Linked DNA regions of Mus musculus: regions 2, 3 and 4 are each linked to region 1. The links are chromatin contacts, called in public Hi-C and HiChIP or PLAC-seq maps. All regions are on one chromosome and are shown on one strand. Each heading gives the region's core, a stretch centred on a gene start, on an enhancer-like site or on the middle of the called end of the contact. The rest is flanking DNA. Distances are from core to core; before and after follow the strand shown. Region 1 has its middle 5.0 kb from the start of Gm39755. Region 2 overlaps Camk1d (calcium/calmodulin-dependent protein kinase ID). Region 3 overlaps Camk1d (calcium/calmodulin-dependent protein kinase ID). Region 4 overlaps Camk1d (calcium/calmodulin-dependent protein kinase ID).

What was found. A called contact is a pair of places that touch in the nucleus more often than the background predicts. HiChIP or PLAC-seq counts read pairs in DNA pulled down with a chosen protein or histone mark.
Region 2: a Hi-C map of forebrain shows a contact between it and region 1, with 4 times the contacts expected there. The contact joins two enhancer-like sites. A contact is called at or near these places in 6 of 484 Hi-C or Micro-C datasets (the N1E-115 cell line, cerebral cortex, cortical neurons and 3 more) and 1 of 115 datasets of contacts at active chromatin or transcription factors (embryonic stem cells).
Region 3: a Hi-C map of stem cell-derived primordial germ cell-like cells shows a contact between it and region 1, with 1.5 times the contacts expected there. The contact joins two enhancer-like sites. A contact is called at or near these places in 2 of 39 promoter capture datasets (embryonic stem cells and hippocampal neurons), 5 of 15 datasets of contacts at CTCF or cohesin (the NIH/3T3 cell line, large pre-B cells, pro-B cells and 1 more), 140 of 484 Hi-C or Micro-C datasets (the AML12 cell line, B cells, the BV-2 cell line and 70 more), 24 of 115 datasets of contacts at active chromatin or transcription factors (the NIH/3T3 cell line, SST interneurons, astrocytes and 12 more) and 2 of 9 other capture datasets (embryonic stem cells and pancreatic islet).
Region 4: an H3K27ac HiChIP or PLAC-seq map of SST interneurons shows a contact between it and region 1, with 6 times the contacts expected there. The contact joins two enhancer-like sites. A contact is called at or near these places in 2 of 15 datasets of contacts at CTCF or cohesin (the NIH/3T3 cell line and large pre-B cells), 36 of 484 Hi-C or Micro-C datasets (the AML12 cell line, B cells, the C2C12 cell line and 20 more), 8 of 115 datasets of contacts at active chromatin or transcription factors (SST interneurons, astrocytes, bone marrow-derived dendritic cells and 5 more) and 1 of 9 other capture datasets (embryonic stem cells).

The regions. Positions count from the first base shown.
Region 1 is chr2:5,096,307-5,100,540 of GRCm38.p6, forward strand. No RefSeq gene overlaps it. Among named protein-coding and RNA genes, the nearest start is that of Gm39755, 5.0 kb to the right of the region's middle. Within about 2 kb of position 2,360, at least 54 of the 459 cell types and tissues checked have an H3K27ac peak or open chromatin away from gene starts, as enhancers often do. A contact at or near this core is called in SST interneurons, cortical neurons, forebrain and 1 more, where this site is marked.
Region 2 is chr2:5,596,036-5,600,312 of GRCm38.p6, forward strand. All of the region lies in intron 1 of Camk1d (calcium/calmodulin-dependent protein kinase ID), which reads right to left. Among named protein-coding and RNA genes, the nearest start is that of Gm36853, 120 kb to the left of the region's middle. Within about 2 kb of position 1,251, at least 34 of the 459 cell types and tissues checked have an H3K27ac peak or open chromatin away from gene starts, as enhancers often do. A contact at or near this core is called in cortical neurons and forebrain, where this site is marked.
Region 3 is chr2:5,390,253-5,394,443 of GRCm38.p6, forward strand. All of the region lies in intron 3 of Camk1d (calcium/calmodulin-dependent protein kinase ID), which reads right to left. Among named protein-coding and RNA genes, the nearest start is that of Gm36906, 77 kb to the left of the region's middle. Within about 2 kb of position 2,404, at least 12 of the 459 cell types and tissues checked have an H3K27ac peak or open chromatin away from gene starts, as enhancers often do. A contact at or near this core is called in stem cell-derived primordial germ cell-like cells, where this site is marked.
Region 4 is chr2:5,456,822-5,461,013 of GRCm38.p6, forward strand. The region is part of intron 2 of Camk1d (calcium/calmodulin-dependent protein kinase ID); the gene reads right to left. Among named protein-coding and RNA genes, the nearest start is that of Gm36853, 23 kb to the right of the region's middle. Within about 2 kb of position 1,485, at least 22 of the 459 cell types and tissues checked have an H3K27ac peak or open chromatin away from gene starts, as enhancers often do. A contact at or near this core is called in SST interneurons, where this site is marked.

The DNA.
Region 1 (4,234 bases), core at 1,110-3,609:
CTCCCTGAGGTCCCATAAGAGGGACCTCATGCTTAGGTGAACAGCTCCGTATGTCTTCTGCAGGAGGCACCCAGAGGTATGAGTCCTGTCACACTCCGTGCTGGGAAGCACTGGTTACTGTGCCAGGACACTGTGCTTTAATTGTCCAGGTAGAACTGTCTAGTCCTGACCATTGAGCATTGACCCTCTCAGAATCATGGCTGATCTTCTGCAATCCTCTTCACCTTACCCCCTCACCTCTAGGGTCTGGGACACTGCCCCCCACCTCCTGTCTCCTCACGGCTCCCAGCGACCTCCCTATCCTTGCTAGCTCAGGTTTCCCCTCCAACCCCAAAGGAGCTTCAGGATATCAAAAGTTCATCTTGTGGCTCAGTGTCGTCATTCCCCCAATGACTGTCACCCAGATTTTGAAGGAAGAATAACATGGTGATAGCTGCTGTGGCAATATTAGGTGCCCTGTACTTTACAATGTAAAGTGCCGGATGTGGCACTCAGTGGCTGTATGTGGCAAGATAATTAGAGGCAAGATAATTGAGGCAGAGAGCTGAGGTTCAGCATCTGATCTGGAACTGCAAACAATGGCCCACCAGCATCAAGTGTTGGGGTCTTGCTGCTCCCCCACCTGCTTGTTGTTTCAAAGCAGGACCTCATGTAACCCAGGCTGTCCTTGAACTCACTAAGCAGAAAGGCATGATATTAAATGCCTTTAGGCCTTTAGGTATGATCCTCCTACCTTTAGGTCCCCGGTGTTGGCACTACAGGCATTCACCATCACAGCTGGTGTGTGCTGCTGGATAGCAAACTCAGCTTCATGTGTGCTTAGAGAGCATTCTATCAGTCAAGCTATATCCTTGACCACCCCTTCAGCCACACGGGCCCAATGGTACATCAGTGTCAAATCATTCCTCGAAAGCTCTTGCTGGGTGAGAAGTGACCCTCGTCCCTCTCCATAGCAAGCCAGATAAGGTACAGGATGTGACCAAAATAGACAGGCAAAGAGTAAACTAAGAGTTGGAAAGATTTGGATGTCATTTAGGGCAGAATCAAAATGATAACTCAAAGAAACCCCAAACACCTCACTGTCTAACCTTTTCACATTGCAATACAATGTCATCTTCAAATGTGCTGGACCACAGGCATGGCTATCTTGGGACATGTGTGACCTACCGGATATGTCTAGCACAGGTTGGACATATTTGACTTTGATTCTGGTGTGTTGTGAGATCCACTGGCTATTGTGGTCACTGTTCTCAAGACCCAGTCATGACACATAAACGCAGTCCTTCCACATATGTAGCCCATTTAAACACATAAGCACAGCACCCTTCGCCTACAGAAGCGGTTCTCAACCTGTGATTCGTGACCGCGGGTAAATACCTATTTCCAGTGGTCTGAGGGACTGAGACAGCACTCAGTAGCAAAATTAGTTAAGAAATAGCAACGGAAATCAATTTATGGTCGGAGGCTCCTAAGACCATCAGAAATATTTTTCCAATAGGCTGGTGGCCATGACCCACAGGTTGAGAGCCCACTGCCCTACGGATTGCTTTCCTGCAACATGCCAGCTTCACAGACTGACGGGAAAGGAGATGCCTTTCCTCTGCTGTTGCGTCCCTAAGACTTATGTCAGCACAGACGCACTCGCACTCGCAGGACAGAAACCTGCAACTGCGCTGGTGGCCCTGACACAGGATGTGCCCACCACAGCCCGGGGTGTGTGATCACCTCCAGCCCGGGGAAAACCAAGCAGCGTCGAAGCTGCTTTCCCAGGAAATCCTCAGGACAGATTTATGCTACCCGCTTGCCTTGCCTGCTTCTCCCAATTCCCTACTTCCTCCTTAGAGACCAAGGAGAGAAAAGCAGGGCTGCTTTCTCTCAGGGACTCAATCAGCAGAGGCATGCTGGGAAATCAGCTCCAGCTAGCTGTTCCTCACACCTGGGATCGCTTTTAATCACCGCTCGCGATAATGCATCTGCTCTCCCAACAGATGCTCTGCGGTGTCTGTGGTCTAGCTTTCAGGCTTGCGAGACCAGAGACCGCTTTCGCCATGATATGGGGTGCTAAGGGCTTGACCCTGTCACATTTCAGCTGCTAAATTTCCTCTTCAACTGTAAGGACTGAATTCCCTCCCTCCCCCCACCCCTCTCGCTCTTGTTTCCCCTGCAAAAGGATTTACATTCTAAAAGAAATCTCAACAGTTTTTGATTTTGTTTTTGTTTTTGTTTTTTTTTAAAGCTAGATTTGATTCTTTCTTTATCTTCTTTCTTCCAACTGTTCTCATCTGCCTTCCTTGGCTAGAGGAGGCTTATAAATATTCATTAGCTAGTTTCTAACTTCACAGGTGAGGACAGACGTTTCAACAGAGATCCTGTCAATTCTATAGCTTCCTGCATGCAAAAGGGGGCGGAGGGGGGAGACAGTGCAGGCTCTCCTCCAGTTCTCCCAATAGATACCAACTGATCTGTGTGGACTTTAAGTACCAGCCGTGGAGAGAGAGTCTGATGCCATTTCTTTGCTAACCAAAATGTACGTGAAGACATCATAGACAGTTGGTTAACTTCTAACTTACTGTCTTGCTGCTGAATAAAGGGAAAGGAGGTGTGTGTGTGTGACACGTGTGGCACACGTGTGTTGTAGATGCACATGTATGTGTGTATGTGCGTGTGCAGGCCATAGGTTAAACCTGGCTGCTGTTTTTCAGATTCATTCACCTTAATTTCTTATTTTTTATTTTCTTTGAGACAGAGCCCCATCATTGACCTAGAGCTTGCCCAGTAGGCTATTCCAGCTGGCCGCCAGGCCCAGGACTCAGTTCTGGGAGTTCAGGTGTAGAACTGTACTGGTGTTTGAATGTGGGATTTGATGACTCAGTTCAGGCCCCCGCACTTACACCACAAGCACTTTGCCCACTGAACTCTGATTTCTCTAGCCCGAAAGGGCTTATTTTTGTCTCTCTTCTGAGGATTAGAGAAATCACAGGATGCTAAGATGTCCCATACCATATGCTAACGATGGAGACCTGACCCGCATTCCCATGCAGTAAACAACTTAGGAGGTCTTGCTCCCCAGCTGTGGTCCTCGAAATCTGTATACTCATCTCCATTATTATTCAGCCTGACTGTGAGTTTTGCAATGAGAAATGGAAAATTTAAACCAGATGATCAAAAAAAAAAAAAATATCATGCAGCTCCGGGTATAATGAAAGACAGGCTTGTACTCTTAGATGCAATCTCTTTCTCCCTCTCTCTTTAACACACACACACACACACACACACACACACGCACACGCACGCGCACGCGCACGCACACACACACACACACACACACACGCACACGAACCTCTATGTATGTACACTCCACACGTCTAAATTTAAATTTTCATTTTACATTTAATGATAATACTCTGTTGACTGGCTCCGTACTGTCTAATGGCAAGGTTAGCCAGGGAAACACCATGTTTACCTTTTTGCACTTAAGAATGAATAGAAACACTTAGGAAACATCTGTATGGTTATGGTTGTTCAGAGACTCTCCTGATCTATTAGCACTTCTAACAAGGCATGGCTAGCGTTAGCAGGAAGCACGTGCAGAAGGGAGAGCTGTCCATGGAGAGAAGAGCAGGATCGTCCCTCTGGAAACTGAGAGGTAGTGGCTACGCTTGCTTTGGATGGTCCTGTATGCCAGGCATCAGAGATTCAGCGTGGAGTGTCACACCAGATTAATTGTGAATCTCTAAAATAAAGAACAACAACAATAGGGTGGACTTCCGAATTCCCTTCTCTGAGAGTTCCTTGTACTGGACTCTGACATTCGGAAGGGTGCTGCGAGGGCCTGGAAGAGGCCCTTTGAAGATGTCAGAGGAGCTCTAGCTGTGTAGCCATTCATCATGGAGACTTAGCTCCTAGCAGAGATTCCAAGACCTTCCAGTTTGGGTACCTGGATCCTTAGGACTAGATGCTCACCTTCTAAGGTCACACAGGGCTAGCGATTTTTTTTTTTTTTAATTTTACTTATTCCTAAAATAGTTCTTTTGAGCACCGGATGGTGGGGAGCTGTTAGATGGAACTGAGAGCTCTCCTTTTTGATCCTTCTATTTAATAACCACATCACAGACACAAGACACATTTCTCTCCATTCCTCATCTCACTAGCCAGCCATTGCCTCAGGGGACTAGGGCTCTGGGAAGCCAGACCAAAACCAATTTTTTTTTTTAAGTAAAGAAAATTAATGATC
Region 2 (4,277 bases), core at 1-2,500, 500 kb after region 1:
GTCATTCTCTGCTGTACAACCCTGCTGAGCAAGCAGGAAGGGATGGGCATTGCTTGCAATGAACATAGAGATCTTGCTCTATAGACTGTAGGAAAAGTCTCCTCTAAGAAGTGAAGTGTCAGAGACAGAAGTAACAGGGATGATGGTACAGGTAACACTGAGAAGTTGCTAAGCCTTAGTGTTATACACTATAGATTCATGATCTTAAAAATTGCAAAGCAGGATTAATGCTGACAGACAGACAGATATTTTGAAGCTTTGTATGTGCACACACCCCTAGAGCAGGCCACTCACTACAAGCAACTAGCACATCTGTTACTGTTAGACACATACACACACACACACACACACACACACACACACACACATGCCTCAGCAAGTACAGGAAAGCACAAGCCTTGTGGGGCTATTGAAGCTGTAAGATCTCTAACATACATCCATGTCCTACCAGCCGAATGTCCTCAGAAGCAATGTTAACTCTCCTTGAATAAAGCCCATGATCCTAGAGCCCATTATACTATAGTCTCTGCCCTAAGAATTCAGATTATCACTGTAACATTGCCATACAGCAGGAGAGCAAGAAAAAAATGTTCTTTAACCCCTCCCCCAACCTCTGTGTGTGTGTGTGTGTGTGTGTGTGTGTGTGTGTGTGTGTGTGTTAGGAGTCTCCTTCAATCACTCTTCACATTATTTTTTTAAGGAGTATTTCTCACTGAACCTGAAGCCCCAGAATTCCGCTAGACCTGCTGGCTAGCAGGCCCTGGGATCCAACTGTCCCTGGCTCTCACTGCCCGAGGTAAAGACATAGACTGTCACATTCAGTGGTTTAGCTGGGTGCTGGGGATCCAAAGTCAGGTCCTCACGCTTTCTAGCAAGCACTCTGCCTGCGGAGTCAAAGCAATATTCAAACGTGATCGTCCACCTTCTGCTCTGTACTACTGAAGCCCACATCCTAATTCTGCATGGCCGGCCCGGCAGTAACAGGAAGAAGGGAAGCAGAGGCGGCTGAGGAAGCAGCACACTCGGTTAGCTCTGCATGACATGTATTTATTCACACGGTGGAGCCTGCGAGCGAAGGGCTCGGATCTCTGCTTGCTGATGTTCCCACCCATTCTCCCACCAGCCCACTCTGCTTCCACATCCTTGCTCACTTGTGTGCCCCCTTCCCTCCTCTCCTTACCTGCTTTCTCCTCCCTTGATAAAAGTAGCCAGGCTGCCAGACAGCTGTGACACATGCCAACAGGGAACCTGTACTCAGGTGTAAATCCAGCTTCCAGGAGGGGCTTTTTTTTGTTTGTTTCATGCATCTCATTGAATATATTTAAATACATTATATACAGCCCCTGGCTGCAGGAGGCAGAAAGAAAAGCAAGTGCTCTTTCTGAACTCCCAGCAGTAAATAGAGAAGGCACGGGTGTGTGTGTGTGTGTGTGTGTGTGTGTGTGTGTGTGTGTGTATACATGTGTGTGTCTGTGTGTGTCTATGTGTGTCTACGCACACAAAACCACATATGTACATATAAAGATATATACACCCTTATGTACATATATTCATATATACATATGTACTTACATGTATGTATTCATGTAGGTGTACGTATGAGCACATAATACATATACACATACATGTATACATTCACATGTATATACACATGCATGTGTGAGCACACGTACACACACAATTCACTGGGTGGACAACAGTGCAATATGATTAAACATGTACTAAGGGGGGAAATGCATCAATGCTGGTCTTAAGGAACCCTGAGCTGGCACCCAGTTCCTCTCTGAAGGGAAGATGGACTCCAAAGGGGAAAGACTGAAAATGTTGCCACAGAAATGAACAGGATCTCTGATGCCACAAAACTCTAAGTCTGGGCCCAGAGCCACGAAGCCACGGAGTCATGGAGCCACATCCTAAGCCTGCCTTTTTTCGGATGCTGCTGGAGTCACTCTTTCTGGCCACACCCCAGGTCAGCACCTGGGCAGGCTACAAGGCCTCACATTTATCACATGAGCTTTGAGCTTAGGAGTTTGTACTCTGGTGACAAAGTCCCCAGAGTGAGGCCTGCCTCTGCTGCTTCAGGGGACCTTAGGCTTCCATTCCTCCTTTGTAACTCAGAGATTGAGGACAGCTCTTGCCTGTGGGACATGGGAGGACATGGTACACTCTCAATACTACTACATAAAGGTCACCTTCTGTTCCCTGGGCCTTGTCATCACTTCAGCTAGGTTTAAAAGCCAAACATTTCATCTCTTGGCCCCCAATCTACATACAGGTAAACTGAGGAACAGGCTAGTAACTGGCAGTGTCTCTGTCCTTCAGGCATAAGTTGACACCATGACAAGTTCCTTTCACCTGCCTGGAGTCTCAGTATTACAGACTAGCCTTTCTCCAACCAATCCTGCTACCACCAAGGGCAACTCTTCCTAAAACACTGCCCACCCTGGCCTTCCTCTGCCCCAGAGTCAACCATGCACCCTCTTTATTTACAGTTCAGCATCTCCACTTTTCCAAGCACAGCCTTCGGCTCCACTGCAGGGCACACTCACCATTCTGTTCCTCTATACTGGCTCCCAACTCCCAGCCTCATGCTGGTCACGCGGTGCCTCGTGGTTGCTCCAGCATCCCCTCAACTCTTCCCACATCTGTGATGGCACCCACTCATCCTCCATCACCCTCCTCCACTCTCTCAGAGCACCCAGGCACCCACCAGGACCTAGCATGGTATCACTTAGCAACTGTCACCCGCTGTGCTAGTAAGATCTTATAGCTTTGGGCAACACATCCTTGGCATGCAACAAGGCTTCTCAACCTTAGCACCACTGGCTGGGTTGGATAACACTGTGGGGGAGGATGCCAGTTCTGTGCACTAGGATCTAGCAGTGCTCTTGATGACTACCCACTTACACAAGTAACAGCACATACAACTACCAAATGCCCCTCAAATGTTACCACATGCCATGGGGAGAGCACCCCCCAATTAACAAGCCCTAGGATATACTCATGTCTGTCTTTACATATCATATGAACACTAGACTAACAGATTCTAATTCTTCTAAGCACCACCAGGACAAGACTGCACACGGTGTGAATACATGACATGAGTACATGCATGAGTGGGTACATGTGAAGCAAAGGGCATGGCAAGGCTTTACAGGAGCCCTGAGCATGGGACCCAGACTTGAGCGCACACAAAAATCCTCCCTGCTCTTGATAAACATTACAAACAACACGCAAAAACTTCTGAATCACCGCACTATCTGGGGGTCTAAGCCAGTGCACATTGCTTTGGATATAATGAGCTCAGTTAAATTTTAGAGAGTGAATAATTTCTACCCCAGAGCACTATTTGCTGGAGAGAGAGAAAAAAAATCACAGCTAATATAATCGGGAGTCACTAGTGCCCACACAGGTTAGGCTGAGCACATTTTCATCTTTCTTGTGCTTTCTCTCTTTGCTTAGTGAACAGAAGGGATGGAAGTTGAGAAGCTGTGTGGAGTCACAGAACGGACGGGGGACTTGGAGTCAGTCAGGGGGCCATGAAGTTTGATACCAAGTTCATGGGAGATTTACCTGGAGTACAAGATGCCCTAGTGAGGTGTAGAAGTCACCACCTATAGGAAAAAACTACTTCTGTAGACACTAGATAATAATAATGATGATGATAAACAGCCAGCACTATGGACTTCTTCAAACTTTTTAAAAATGCATTTTGGATGGAGCATATATTCTATACAACAGAGTATTTCGAGGTTCGTGGTTGCCTTTGGGAGCTTCCCTCTCCTGAGTCGTAAAATGAAATTTCCTGCTAGTCACATAGATTGCTGTGGGGCCTCTCTGAAGCAGTCTGAGGGGAAGTGATTGCAGGGGTGGTACTTAACAATGGCTCCATTTCTTCTTCTTTGTACTGATCAGAGCTCTCATCAGCAAAGCAAGAGGCACAGAACTTCATGCTCCACACTTAGTTGATAACACACACACACACATCTTGGTGCGTCCTAAAAGAAGCATTGCCTAGATGACAAATAGGAAGGCTGCACATGCCTCCTGGGATGGATAACCTTATCTAAAAAGTGGCTCAAAGAGTTCAAAGCGTCATTTGACCAAAGTCACAAAGCAAAGGGCAAACTTTATCTTTTCTACTGTATTTCTAACTAGGCTCCTTTCCCCCATAAAATCCTCAACCATAAGAAGAGGTTAAGACACCAACAAGGAAACATTTACAGCAATTCCCGACACACTGGCTTGCCTGCCCCTGACCCTGCCCCAGCAGATTC
Region 3 (4,191 bases), core at 1,154-3,653, 290 kb after region 1:
TGTTCATCTTTTGAAAGGACAGGAGGCAAAAAAAGGAGAGGAGAAGACTGGACCAGCATACACTCAGTCTTGCTAGAATTTGCCTGAGTTGAGAATCCCAAAGTAGTTCTAATCTAGGCTTTCCTGATTCTAAGGCTGCTGAACACTTTTTAAACTATTTAATGGGGACTAGGGAGATGGCTTCCTGGTGGAGAGAACTCGCTGCTCTTGCAGAGGACATGGCTTAGTTCCTAGCGTGTACATGGTAGCCACAGCCATCTGTAACTGCAGTTCCAGAGCCTGTGCCTTCTTCTTCCCTCTGTGCACACTGCACCATGTGCTGCACAAGCATACACATACATAAAAAGAAATACAAAATTAAAATAACACAGAAATATTTATTGGCCTTTTGCATTTCTGATTGGCAGGGTTTTTTTGTTTTGTTTTGTTTTTGCGGGGGTGGGAAGGCAATGTTCGACTTTTACAGTTTTTATATATCCTAGATATTAACTGCCTGCTTGAAGTATAGCTGCCAAACATTTCCTCGTGTTTCATGGGCTGTCTGTGTGCTTGGCTGATTGATTTTGCTAGGCAGCAGCTTTTTAAGTTTAATGATTCTTCGGGCTACATCCTGGGCTTTTAGGATGTCCTTACCAATGTATACATCTTGAAGTCTTCTAGAAGTTTAGGAGTTGGGGCCCTATGTCCCTGTTAAGTCAATTCTCCTGGTGGCCTAATTCCCTTCCACTAGGCCCAGTCTCCTAAAGGCTCCATCATCCTCCCAATACCACTTTGTCTCAAAAAGTATGCGGGAAAGAGAGTGAGGAAAAATATCATAGTTGACCTCTGACCTCCACATGACCTCATCTCCTCCCCCACCCCCTACAGACAGACAGACTAACTGATAGACAAACAGACACATACACACACATACAGAGGGGAGGGGTTGTTTTAAGACCAGACTCCTGAGAACTGAGAATCTGGGAGAGGTGAGTGAAAATATCTCACTCCCCCCTCAAGGAAATCACTTTATCTTTATATTTCCATTTTGCAATGATATAAAAAATCATGAAAAAGGATACTACCAACATGTTCTGGCTGTGGTTTCTGTAGGCTTATTTGGAGAGGAAGGCTGTCTCCCTTAATTTTCTGGCAGAATTGGATTTAATTAAACTCGACACACTGTGTGTGGTTGGAGCGATGGCTCGGCAGTTCAGAACACTGACTGCTCTTCCAAAGACTCTGGGTTCCATTCCCAGCAGCCACATGGTGGTCACAAATATCCATAACTCTAGTCTCCAGGGACCAGACAGCTTCTTCTGACCTCTGGGCACACGAGGTCTACTCATGGTGCACAGACATACAAGCAGACAAAACAGCAGTAAACATAAAAGCAATCATTTGTTAAAAGATTAAAGCACACTGGACACCATGTCAGTTCTCTCTCTAACTATACGATTCCCTTTATGCCATTAAAATGCTATCAATTCCAGTTTATAGGCTAATTTAAAATCCTTCACGAACCATTTATTAGATATGGAAACAAAGCACATGGTGTGTGCCTACACACCAAGCATTGAAAAGTTCTGCTCTAAGAATCACTTTTCAATGTGCTTAGAATGTGTGGACAAAAGAGAAAAAAAATAGCATTTATTTTTACTTTGAAATTTTCAAGTGCTTCCTGTATCCATCAGTCGACAGTGAGACGTAATGGAAACACAGGGTGAAACGAACTCACTGTGGAAGATCATTGATATCAGACATGCACATCTGACCTCGTGTTTCGTTCTGTTAGAACCAGTAACTCTGGGACAGAGTTGGAAAGCCTGCGCAGCAGACACCATTCCGAGTACACTTCTGATACTGAAAGTATGTAAGACATATTTTAAAAATGACCTTGCATTTGTGTGACTTGGGAGTATCCTTGAAACAAGACATAGTTAATATAGTTTAAAAGCATGCCCAGTTTCTGTGGTACTGGGCACCAAACCCAGGGCTTCATGCATACCAGGCAAGTGCGCTAGCAACTCAGGTATATCCTCAGCCCTCGAACCCAGATCTTCTTCTTGCTTCAAGCCTGTTGAGTTGTGCCCACTCCTTAACATCCCTCATAAGCCTGGTCAAAGGCCTCCATAGAGGGAATTAATCAGCACCAGCAGCCAAGTGTCCTGTGGTCTGCTTTTCAGAACTCCCCACGTGGTTCCTGCAAGTCTTTGGCTCCCAATTAATTCTCAGGCTCAACAGCCTGAAGGGTGAGAGTGGACATAACACACATCTCAGCAGACCTGCCTAGAGCAACCTCTTGTATGGGAAAATGAAAGGCCGTGGATCCGAACCTTTGTTGACTCTTTTAGGGTCATTAACAAAAAAGGAACATCTCATTGTAGTGGTTTCCTTCTCAAAACCAAAACCAAAACCAAAACCAAAAACAACCCTGGAAGACCCAAATAGCCAGAAAGGCTCCTATTTCCATGCTAAATCACAACCACTGGCTTGTGCCAACGAAACCCTGTTTGCTGGAGTTGAAATGAGAAAATGTGTGAACAGTTGTTGTCTCTGAGATATCATCCCCAGGTCTCCTTACCCCGGAGCATTGGTCAGATTGAAAGATGAATAGGAATGCCTTGAAGGGACTTGTTGGAGGAGACTAGTCACAATGTGTCAGCTTCCTCATGCCATTCAACACGTCTCTCTTCACCCAACAACAAGCATCAGTTCTTCTGGCTGTTAATGGTCCATGTCTTGATACACAGATTATTCACCTTCAGATGTACATGAAGAAATGAAACCTGGACAAGTATGCTCTGCATGATGCCCTAACACTTGCCTCTCCTCTCACTGATGCTAGGAGTTCCACAGATGAGTCAGATTGCCTTCCCTCTTGCAATTAAAAGAAAACCTTTCAGTATTATACACATACAATTCATCTTGATACCATCCACCCCCTATTAGCCTGTCATAACCCTAATTTCAATAACTCCCTTCTTCCCCAAAAGTCTCTCTACTACTAATCCAGTCTCCAACCCCCACCTTTATGTGTTTTCAGGTCTTGTCCACTGCTGTGTCTTCATGGGTGCAATGGCCCCACCATATCCAGAAGTTGGCATTTGGCAGCAATCCTAATAATCTTGCTAGCCATCATCCATAACGTGCTCTGGGTCTTGAAGGGGAAGTTACAGATGTTCCATTTAGGGCTGAGGGATTAACAGTTACTTATTATCAGCACTTTGACTGGACATGAGTCTCTGAATTAACCATCACCCTCTGCTTAAAGATACTTCTCTGACCAAGGAAGAAAGTAGGTGCAAGTTCTGACCAAGTTTACAGTGGCAGGTATCTATTCCTCCCGTGGAGCGGGTCACAGATTGTGGGAAGCCACATGTGCCGTTGCTGAGTGGCACTGACTACTGCTGGCCACCATGCATAAGATTGGACAAACAACCAATGTGTACATATGCAGTAAAGTTTTTTGCAAAGACACTGCCTGGCCCAGGCATGATAATGAGGTTCTGTAAGGTACTGAGAGTATAACCAATCAGATGTGAGATATGCAAATGAGGTATGATAATGAGGTTCTGTAAGGTACTGAGAGAGAGTAGCCAATCAGATGAGGAACATGCAAATGAGGCTTAGTGCATAACCAATCCGGGTGTGAGACACGCCCCTCCTAGGCCTATAAAAGCAGCACTAGTTCTGGGCTTGAAGTCTTTTCGCCTCTACAATCAAGCTCTCCCAATAAACGTGTGCAGAAGGATCCTGTTGCAGCATCGTTCTTCCTGGCCAGTCGAGCGCGCGCAAGAACAGATCCAATCAGAAAGCACTGGGTTGCCTACAAGCAAGTATGCTAATATTACATCAATGAGCACATCTCACATTGCCAGCCAGTACACTACTCCTAGGTAGGGCTGCTGAGGAATCGAATGCCTTAGCAACCTACCAGCACCTTCTGCCACCATGAATGCAGTGGCCAACAGGAGGAAGCTTCCGGAGTGTTTCTAGCCCCATTTCTCTATCCCGGATCCAAGTGTGTGGTGTCTTCAGAAATAGGCTCTAGCCACCAGGTTGGCTTATGTTACATGGATGTGGAAATCACTTTAAACAATTTTCAAGGTTAGAGACGGAGTTCAGTCAAGTAGAGTGCTTGACTAATGTTCATAAAGCCTCAGGTTTGAATTCCAGTACTATATAAGACAAGCATATTGGTGCATGCAT
Region 4 (4,192 bases), core at 235-2,734, 360 kb after region 1:
GGGAGTAATATTGATAAAACAATTTAGAAATTCAATTTAAAAACTATGCCCCAAGACAGTTGTTACTGATACATTTCAATACAAAGGCAAGTTCTGCCCTAATTCTCAAAAAGTTATCTTCAAGGATTGGGAGATGGCTCAGTGGATAATGTGCTTGCTGTGTAAGCACAAGGTCTTGAGTTCAGATACCCAGGACCCTTGTCAAACCTGGGCATGGTAGTGTGTCTAACTGGGGAAGTAGAAACAGGTGAGTCCATGCAGTCCACTGGTCAGTCAGGCTAGCTGAACCAGTGCTCAAGTTCAGAGAATGACACTGGGTCTGGCTTGAGCTCCTAAAACCCCAAAGCTCACCTCCATTGACACACTTCCTACAAGACCACACCTCCTAATCCTTCTCAAGTAGTATTACTCCCTGATGACTGAGCAGTCAAATATATGAGCCTATGTGGCCACTCTTATTCAACCATCACACTATGGGGAGGCTCCAGGTTCATAAGAGATCTTGCCTCAAAAAATAACATAGAGAACAGTAGAGCAAGACATGTGATGTTAACCTCTGACCTACAGACAGACAGACAGACAGACAGACAGATAAGAGAGAGAGAGAGAGAGAGAGGGAGAGAGAGGTTGGGGTTCTTTTAAATCCCCCCTCTTATTTAGGATTTATTTAAAACCCAACAGTAATTTTAAATAATTTCAAGAAGCCAGCAATACAACTATGAGGATAGGGAAGAGGTGAGGAGATGCCAATACACATAAACAAATGCATATGCCTGTATGGAAATTTTCCACCCCTTAAGCTCACACGCACAATGCTGTGGCAGGTGAATGGCCAGCCGCACTTATTCCACTGCAGGTAGAGAACATGGCAGGCAAAAGAATCAAAGAACACTTGAGGGGTAAGAAGCAGAAACCATACAGAAAGGAGCCTTAGAAAAACTAGGTCACCTCTGAGGATCAAGGTCATCAGGAAGAATCGGGAAGCTATGGGAGGACTTACGAGTGACATGGCTCATCTGAGACAATTAAGGGAGAAACCTGGGGACTCAAGACTGGCAGTGTGGGGATCTGCTCGAAGGATGTGGAGGTGGAGAGACCATCTAGTGTTCGTTCATTTTTTGGTTTTGTTTATATATTTTTCCTGTTTAATTCTCTCTCTCCCTCTCCCCCTCCCCCTCCCGCTCCCTCTGCCTCTCTCTCTTTCTATTCTTGGGACAAGAGCTGGCCTCACTCATGGATTTAACATCTGGATACAAAATATGATCAGCTCTGCCCAGGGGAGTGGTTCTTCCCAAGATAGCACTGGACTGTGACACCTCTCAGGGGAAGAGGGACAAGGACACAGGGAGTACCCTGTTCACACTTCAGAGTGGAGCAGTGGAGGGGGCAGGTGGGCAAGGAAAGCAGACCTGTGGCTGTTCCCGTGCTTCTCTCCAAGTCTGCTGCCTGGAGCAGCCGCATAGCACGCAGTATGTGCAGAGCGTATATAAAACCCATAGAGCCGGCTTCCTAACACATCCAGAGAGTGTGGAGGAGTGCCAGACATGGGGTGGAGCAGTGAAGGCAGAGAGAGGAGACACAAAGCCAGGTGGCCCCTGGGCCAGCTCATAAACACAGGCTGAAGGTAGATATCACAAGACAGCCTGAGCACACAGCTACAGAGCCTGGTCCAGTGTCTTCCTCGGTACCCCAGGGGTATCCTGTGTCCTGGGCCATGGCCAGTGAGCCAGGCTCAGGGAGAAGGAGAAAAGGCTTGGGAGCGGGTGGAAGAGAGCAGGTGATGGACCGTGTATGTGGTATGGCTGAAGCAGAAAAAAACTCCTTAAAGATGGCAGCCTGCTCCAGGGGTAGATATAACACGGTGAGAGGCTTGTTGTCAGGTTCACTTTCAGGTTTTAAGTTAGAGAGCTAAGAAGCAATATGTAGGAATCAAAATGCCCACGAAGAGGAAGGCATAGGTGTCTCTGCCACAGGAAGGTTTAATTGGACTGTGTGAAATAGACCCGGTTAATCGCACTTGGAGTCCTGACCTGCTCTCTCCCACTCACGGTGCGACTCAGAGCATGGACTTTTACCTCAGTCAACGCTGAATTTCCCAGCAGACAGTTCATTTACACATTCCACCTTCATCGTGAGCAAGTGGAGAAAGTCAAATTGACTGTAGTGTAAATATCTAGATTTCCTCAGAGAACAAGGCTGACTCACACACTCTTAACAGGCGACGATGGCGAGACCAGGAGCCCTGAACACCGTCAGTTCACAGCTCTTCACCAGCATTTTCCTCCCTCTGAAGGAGGGGCGGATGGTGAGGCAGAATGGCTGCCTGTCATTGTCTGGGCTTCCTTTTTCCAGAGTATTCATACATCTTCAAAAGCAGGCATCGCCGGCTGAATGCTCGTAACTATCTTCAGGAAATACACAGTGTCGGTCAAGAATTCCTCATCTTTACCAGCATCAAACACACGTGTGAATACATGTTTACATGTCTGTGTGTGTCCATGCATGCACACACGCTTGCATGTGTTTATGTAGGTGAATGCAGCTACACAGAAGAGAGGGCCATGTGTATACGTGTACAGAGGCTAGAGGTCAACTTTGGGTCTCTTCCCATAGACCACCTTCTGTTTTGAAACAAAGTCCCTCGCTGACTTTAAATTCACCAAATAGGCTAGGCTGACTGACCAGTGAGCCCAGGGGTCCCCCTGTCTCAACTTCCCTAGAGCTGGGATTGCAAGCCTGTGACGTCATGCCTGACTTTTTCACGTGCGTTCTGCACCTTGAGTTCAGATCCTCCTGCTTGCACAGAAAGATCTTCACAACCAAGCTCTCTCCCAGCCCCAACAGCCCACATTTTGAACAGAAATGCGCCACCTGCTTGAGAGAAATCAAAACAATAAACTATCTGTTAGTGAGAGATGCTCTCAGCCAATCAGAAGTCACCAAGGGCTCCCTGAATAGCACACTGTCCCTGTTCAATCATTCCCTGGCTGTCTCCTTTTCCAGAAACATGACTTCAGCAGTTCTTTCTGCTTAACACTCACTCACTTGGGCAGTAAGACCCAAGCAATGGCTGTAGAGGCGTGTAATAAGAACTTGGCAAAGAACAGGCTTTAAAAAACACCCAAGATACCAACTGTCTTCTGGTCAGGGCCAATTCCCCACTTACAGCTACAAAGAGGAAGGGTCTTTGGAGCCGAGGCAGGGTAACATGTCAGTCCTCTGGCAGAGGGGGCATCAAAGTCAAAGGGTGCCGATGCAAAGCCCGGAACACTTGCAGCTCTTAGCCGGCCTTCTAAAACACCACACCTAGGCAAGTGGAGGGTGCCAATCACACAGTTTAAGTCTCTAGGGATTCAAATTGTTAGGCTCATCTGGAGACCAATATCTAATCAAGACAGTGTCCATTTGCATGAGAAAACCACCAGTACTAAGCTAGTCATGGTGACAGAGGGTCTCAGAATATCAACCCTTTATTTGCCATGCACCCCCATTGCCCCGCCTTTTTCAATGGTGGTTATTGAGTCCCGGGCCTTGTACCTGCTAGGCATGTGTTCTGCCTCTGAGATATTATTCAAGTCCAACTCCTAACAAACAACTTCCTAAGAAATAAAATCAAAACAATCAACTATCAAATAAAACTCGTATGCAGAGTCATCACAAGTGTGTGGTTTTCATAGTGGGCTCAGCCAATTCCGCTGGGATTTGGGGGTCTGACTCTATAGCCCAGACTGGCCTAGAACGTACAACCCTCTAAGCTCAGCTGCCTGACTACTGTGTCTGTGTCTGTGGGTACGTATCACCACATGCAGCTGAGCTAAGGTCTCATCTGTTTCCTGGGTGTCCAGAAACTCGGTCTGTTCTTCTAAACCCTATCCACACACTGCACACAAACATGCCTCAGGGCTCAGATGGCCACAGTTCTGCCAACTCTCCGAATGCAGGGCCCAGAAAGAATACCATACAGACCCTTAGAAAGTCACTGCAAGATGCAGAAGAATACTTTCTATAGCCAAAGGAGGGAACAAATACTGGAGAGGAAGGTCTTCTTCACCTGTGTCCTCAAACCACAGATGTCTCACTCCACAGAAGAACCACAGCAATCGTGACAAGAACAACTTAAAGTAGTGTCCTCCGGTCCAGATCAAAGAATAGAACGTTTTGGAACACAAAAGAATTCTTCCCCAAGTAAAAG